Linked DNA regions of Gossypium hirsutum: region 1 is linked to region 2. The links are chromatin contacts, called in public Hi-C maps. All regions are on one chromosome and are shown on one strand. The core of a region is the stretch at or near the end of the contact, and the rest is flanking DNA. Distances in the headings are between cores, read along the strand shown.

What was found. A called contact is a pair of places that touch in the nucleus more often than the background predicts.
Region 1: a Hi-C map of hypocotyl shows a contact between it and region 2, with 1.8 times the contacts expected there. The contact joins the promoter of LOC107936333 here to the promoter of LOC107939381 in region 2. A contact is called at or near these places in 2 of 34 Hi-C or Micro-C datasets (hypocotyl and leaf).

The regions. Positions count from the first base shown.
Region 1 is chrA10:117,739,833-117,743,344 of Gossypium_hirsutum_v2.1, forward strand. It overlaps LOC107936333 (RING-H2 finger protein ATL66), which reads left to right and starts at 2,120. Exons shown (of 1, transcript XM_016869037.2): 1 at 2,120-2,587. The coding sequence starts at 2,120. The coding sequence ends at 2,587.
Region 2 is chrA10:117,494,848-117,498,231 of Gossypium_hirsutum_v2.1, forward strand. It overlaps LOC107939381 (protein trichome birefringence-like 33), which reads right to left and starts at 1,997. Exons shown (of 6, transcript XM_016872710.2): 1 at 1,711-1,997; 2 at 1,384-1,615. The coding sequence starts at 1,900.

The DNA of each region.
Region 1 (3,512 bases), core at 870-3,369, 250 kb after region 2:
TATATGTATTGTTTTTATTTTTTTAGAACCAGATCAATGGTCAAACTGGTCAGGCCACCAATTCTTAGTTTGATCAGTTCATCCTGTTTGATCAATAAATTATTAAAAATAATAGAGAAAGTTAGTTCAATCGTTTTTTAGCTAGGTTCAACTGGTTTTGTATCAGTTTGCATGTCAATCAGTTCAATTTCAATCTTATGACTAATAGTCAGCTGATTCACACTCCAATCGTATTGGCCAGTTTAATTCTGAAAACATTGGTTTTGATCGATGAAATAACTTTTTCGATCTCGTCAAGTTGAGCAGGCAGGTGATGTAGTTCAAAAACATAATTAATCATCATTATCTCGACCTCAAGAGGGCGAATTTCGAGCAATGTTGATATTTTCATCCATTATAAAAGAAGAAGAAAGTAAGAAAAAAAAAAGGGAATAGTAATAAAAAAATTAAAGAGAAATAATGTAAGAGGAAAAATATTTTTTAAAGTTTATATGAAATGACATTATTATCGGCTGAATTTTTTTTAATGAATATAATTTTTTTGTATAAAATAGGTAATATAAAAATAGTTTAGGTAGCATTTGAGATCAAAAAGATATTTAGGTATCAAAATGGAAGAAAATGCATAGTTTAGATACCAATTACGGGTTAAGCCTTTATTTTTTTTAAAAATAGATTTATTGGTTTGACTAAAGGAGGTAGCAACTTGAGAAAAAAATAGTTTAGGTGCCATGACGGGGAAGATGGTATATTTGTGAGCTAATCCAAATTTTTTTATATAGATTTTCATGATACAATTTGTGGTTGAACAGGTTAGGTTATCAGTTCCTGGTTTAACTAGTTCGATCAATTTGATCATTGGACCAACAATAAATAAAAATTTATAAAAGTCTAAAAAATTAAAAATATTAAACTAGTTCGACACGCTCAATAATCGATTTTTATTAATTCCAAGTAGTTTTTTAATCAATTAGTTTAACCCATTTATTTTAACTATTGTATCGATCAATTTTCGTATATCCTGATTCCATCTTGTTTTAGCGAAAAATTATATTACCCAAAAAGAAGGGTAAACTATCAAAATAGTCACTTTTATTTGCCTCAGGTTACATTTTAATCACTTATGTTTGAAATATTATGTTTTAGTCACTTACGTTATCGTGTTATAACATTTTAGTCATTGAACCGTTAATTATTGTTAACGATGTAATGATATGCTGAAATGGCACATTAAATCATCATTTTAAACGAAAATTTTAGGTTAAATTCTACAATTGGTACCCTTATCATCTTCCTTTTTTCATTTTGAGCAAATTTTTTTCTTTTATATTCTTTTAACTTTCATTTTTCTTTCTTTATGTTCCATTCTCTTCTGCTTCTCTCTCTGTTTTTGTCCTTTCTTCATTTCTTTTAACATAGTTTTTCTATATTTTCAATTTGTTAACACTATAGTCCACAAGCTCGCCTCACTCGAAAAAATTAAATTGTTTTTTAAAAAATAAAAGTATAAGGACTAGTTTTGACAAATGAAAAACATAAAAAAACTATGTTAAAAGAAATGGAAAATGGACGAAATCAAAGAGAGAGAAATAGAAGAGAAAGGAAAATAAAGAAAAAAATAAGTTAAAAGAACATAAAAGAAAAAATATGGGACCGATTGTATAAATTAACCAAAAATTTTGTTTGAAATGATATTTTAATATGCCACATCAGCTTAATTACCGTTACACAGTTGATAACAATTAATGACCCAATGACTAAAATATTACAACGCGATAACATAAATAATTAAAATATAATATTTTAAACATAATAACTAAAATATAGCCTAAAATAAATAAAAGTAACTATTATAGTTTATCTCGAAAAGAAAGCACAACTTTATTTTATTCCACACTTTTTTTTCTCCCAAGTACTTGTCTTCTTTACAAGTAAACTGTAAAAAACCTACAAGTAAGAAAGTATAAAAACAAAGTTTCAGACAAAAATCCCCCCACAACTCCCCCCAACTGTCCTATATTAACTACCAAACATGCTTCAACTTTAGTCTCCCCACTTCTATAAAAACACCTTCAGAAAACCTTCTCTTTCAATTCCCCCCTTTCAAAAATTCAATTCAATGGCTTCATCTCAAAACAACCATCTTTTCCACTGGAACTACGCCGAGCTCGGTGACCATGGCTTCCAAATCCGTGGCCGAACCCTCTTCTTCACTGTCCTCTTCATCATCATCATCGTTATTTCCGTCCTTATCTTCTTTTTCACCCGATGGGTATGTAGTTTCTATCGAGACGCGCCGTCTCCAACCTCTCACGCGCCGCCTCCGCCACCGAATCGTGGTCTAGACGTTGCTGCCATTAATTCTTTGCCGGTAACTATGTTCACGGACGGTGAAGCGCTTGCGAGTGAGTGTTGTATCTGTCTTGGTGTGTTCGAAGATGGTGAGAAGGTTAAGGTTTTGCCGGTTTGCAAACATACGTATCATCCACAGTGTGTTGATAGGTGGCTCAGTGCTGAATCGAGTTGTCCGCTTTGTAGAAGTTCAGTCCGAGTTGACTCAGATCAGCTGCAAATTGTAATTCAATAACAAGGACGACGACAACAACAACAACAGCAACCAAAATTAACAAAAAAATGTTTTTAATATTTAAAAAATATTTTTTGTTTAAATTATATTTTGCAAATGAGTGCTTCGAAAAAGGTTTGCAAAGTGCTCGATGAATTTACTCAATGAATTATTTGTTTTTTTTTTTAAGAAATAAACAAATATGTTAATTTGTTGAGTGAAGAAATGAAATTCATGGGTTTTTTTCCTCTTAAATCCTTCTTTACCATTTGAATGCCATTTTCTTTTATGGATTGGGCTTGAAAATGTTGTTCGAAGAAGAAATAAAAGGCTTGAAGAGTTGAGGTTATATAAAAGATACAATGTTTAAATTTATTTATAATATATTCTAACTCTTAAATAGGAGAATAAATACGTTTTAATACACTTAAATTCAAGTTTTTTTATACTGAAAATAATACCAATACAAATCGAGTTAAGACTCAATCAATATACTATCGGATTTTTAAGCCTAAAAAGAATGTAGATAGAAAATGGATTCTTTGATGCATGCTCATTGCCTACATGAGTGATCGTGTTGGGTCTTAATATGCCTAGTGACTTATTTTTCGATCCTAGGATGATTTATGCTAAGGTTTTTTCTTACAAGTAGTCAATTATTGATAATTTATTGTAATGCCAATTGATTTAATTTGTAATCAACAATTGATCGTATCGAGTTTTTTGATTTTTGTTTATTTTAGTTTTCTTTGAATTGTAACCTTATTCATATATTGGTATAATATCTTTAAATTAAAGTTTGTAATTAATTAAGGTGAGCAAAAATTAGATTGAAGGTAGCTAAGCTAAGATATTTTGTGACACTAATTGCATTGTTTAGAAATGCTCCTTAAACTTAAAAATGAACTATGATATATATGTCCAATTTCCCGAACCAAATTCCTAA
Region 2 (3,384 bases), core at 747-3,246:
ATTTATTTTCATGCTAAATAAACTATACAATTATAATTAATACGCACAAGTTACTACAATAAATGTATGTATTGATAATCAAAATATATCTATTTTTTTTACACAATGCCTAAAATTACTTATAGGAAGATAATGTGTTTCAGTGCATTCGAACCCACATCCTCCTACATGTACAATAATGCTTATGTTAATCGAACTAAGACTCAACCGCAACTAATAATTAAATAAATTTAATATTTTAAATTTTTTTATGCAACTAATCGATTAATAGATTTATTTATAGATTTATTTATAGGTTGAGATTCGAGCAACCACTCATCAATCGTGATTTGAATTCAAATTAAATCATAAAAAATATTTATTATTCAAATTAATTATAAAATATAAAAATAATTTTTTAATATTTTAAAAACTTGAGAACAGTAAAATGAATTTACTAATCAGAAAATAAAAATAAAATATTCCTTTTTTTAAAACCAGACCAGGATCTGACCCATGGGAACAGGTCCCTAGACTTGCTTGCACCTGCTTGCACGTGTTCCCAACTCAACACCTGATTGATCCCACGTGGCAGAATGACAATATTACAAGCCACCACATCAAGCGACACGTGGAAATAATGAAAGAAAATGGGTCCCACTTTCTTAATATTTCCTACCAACACCTCACCGACAACTTTTGCTTATTCCTATGGCCATATGACCCATCCGGTTCGGCACGTGTGTACAATCACGCACCCTGAACCGCCGGCCCTAGAATTTAACCCCACTAATTCGTAATTACTTCAATTTACTACCCAAATTCATCTTTCGTTTTACTTAAAAAATTTAGATACCAAAATGAAAATTTTGACATAATTTAGGGACTTATTTATAAGATAAACCTTAATTTATAGCTCTAATTTTACTAAGTCAAGTCAAGCCTACCAAGAAAACAACAACATCACTATTTTTAATCACATTTTAAATTTATTTCATAGAAAATTAAAATTATTTAATTGAAAATTGCAAATTATATTTTAACCCTAGGCTTTAATTCAATTTTATTATAGAAATTCAGTTTTTTAATTTAATTTAGTTTATTTTTTTTTACTTTTTATAATATCGGTTAGTCTTAATAGTTAAAGGATGTAAAACTGAAACATGCATACTAGAAGGATCAATAACAAAATTAAACCTATAATTAAAAACCCTTCAAGAATTCAACTAAAAACCCAAAAAGAACAAGACAAAGTTCGTTTATGAATTCGGACAATTTTTCTATCAGTCGACAAAACAATGAGAACAAACACAAGAAGAAGAAAAAAAAATTCAGAGGCTTTAAATTATCAACCAAAAAAATAGAAAAATAAACTAAAGGGGCTTTCTGTGGAATTATACCTACCTAGGAAGATCACAGCCATGGGGTTGCCATCTCCATTTCTGATACTCAGTATCCGGTCTCCCATGTGTTCTACACGTTAATTGTGGCTGGATGTATGGACACTCCGATTCATCATAGTGAGGCCGAGTCAACTCGTCCTTGACCCACTTCCCACTGAATATATCACATCCTTCTTCACTTTCCTCCACCGCAAATGACGGCAGCTGCACCACCAACTTCTCCCTTTTCTTCACTAACCCCACAAAGAAAAATCAGCCAAAAAAACAAAGAGAGCTCGACTTTTGAGTTTGAGTTGGACTGACTGAGTCAAGTATAAGATGAACTCACCTGGTGTGGTGGAGATAACTGGGCTGGGGATTATTGGGTCAACTCGGCCAAAATTGGCGATGGAGTATTCTCCATGGATGATAGCAATGAAAACAATGAAAGCTAATAAAATGTATAAGTAAGTTGAGAGACGAGACCTTCTAAGAATACCAGAGGATGATGATGTTGATGAAGAAAGTGGAGCCTTCATTTTTGTTCTTTAAAAGAAAAAGAAGAACAGAGAAACTTTTCTTTGGTTTTGATTGTTTGTGGAAGTTTGTTCATGAATAATTAATGTATTTGGATACCATGGAAAAGTGTTGAATGCTTTTATTAATGTGATGTAGGTGTGGTGAGAAAGTGAAATTATATAATTTTATAAAAGGCTAAATTCCATTTTTGATCCCTCTATTATGATTCATTTTGATATCAACTGGCTAAATGATTAGACTATGGTTACATATAGCAAGTGTCACCTTCTTACGTGCCTATTTCGATCCCAACCCCATAATCCTTACATAAATCTCTTTAATTTGACATGATTTGGTCTTTATAATTTTATAAAATATCGAATTATGGCTGCATATAGCAAGTGTCACCTCCAATGAAGCACCAATTCTAAAAGCATCATCTCACTAATAATATTAACTATTTGAACTAATACATTGTGAAATCAAAAGGTTCAATTATGTTGAATCAAAATAAAAACACTAAATTTCAAATTTGAGCACAGTTGAGGGACTGAAATCAGAATTTAACCCTTTTGTAAAATAAAATAAAACAAAATGATTGGTTGCATATGATCACCAGGTCATATCTTTCTGTTTGTTCGCCACTTTCTGACATGTGAGGTTGGGATTTTGGGGGTTTTCTTTACTTTATTGTTTTGTAACAATTTAATTTAGGTGAATAATTTTTGGATTAACATTAATTAAATGGTGATTAGGTTGGGGATCAATTTGCTAACAGGAAAAAGTGATCCAATTTCTGTTGTAAAGACAACTTGCCTTTGCTTCAACTCAACTCAATTTTTGATTATAGATCTTGTAGAATAAGAATTTTTGATCGATCGAGTCTTAATTCAATTGATATAGGTATTGTTGTCAATGCAGGAAGACGTAGGTTCGAGTGTGCTGAAACTTATCATCTCTCTATTTATAGGTTGGAGAGGGACTATGAATAGTTGTAGACATTGTGTCAAAAAAAGCAAATATGATCAATTTTCGTACGAGTTAAAAAAAATCGATTTTTGATATTCATCTAATTTAATAATTCATTGATTTTTAATCCAATATGTATTTGATATTCTTTCAACACTAACTAGTAGTGCAAGGAAAGTCAATAATATTTATCTTTGTTTTTAAGCCTAATTAGTATTCTTTCAACATAGATGCACCCATTATTACAATGACTTGAAGGGTAAAAAAGTGGGATAAATAGTAAAATCATAAATGAATTTTAGTTTAATATGTAATTTGATATATATAAATTTTGAATTTGTGCAATTATACACATAAAACTTGAATTATGGTTCATATATATGTATATAAAAAATTTTGATTTAATTAATTGTACATATTTAAATAAATGAATACATACATTTAATTTCATATTGGATTAATATAATTGTTTGTGGAAATTGAATCAGATTAAAATTTTATGTATAAAATTACACAAAATTAAAATTTATATATG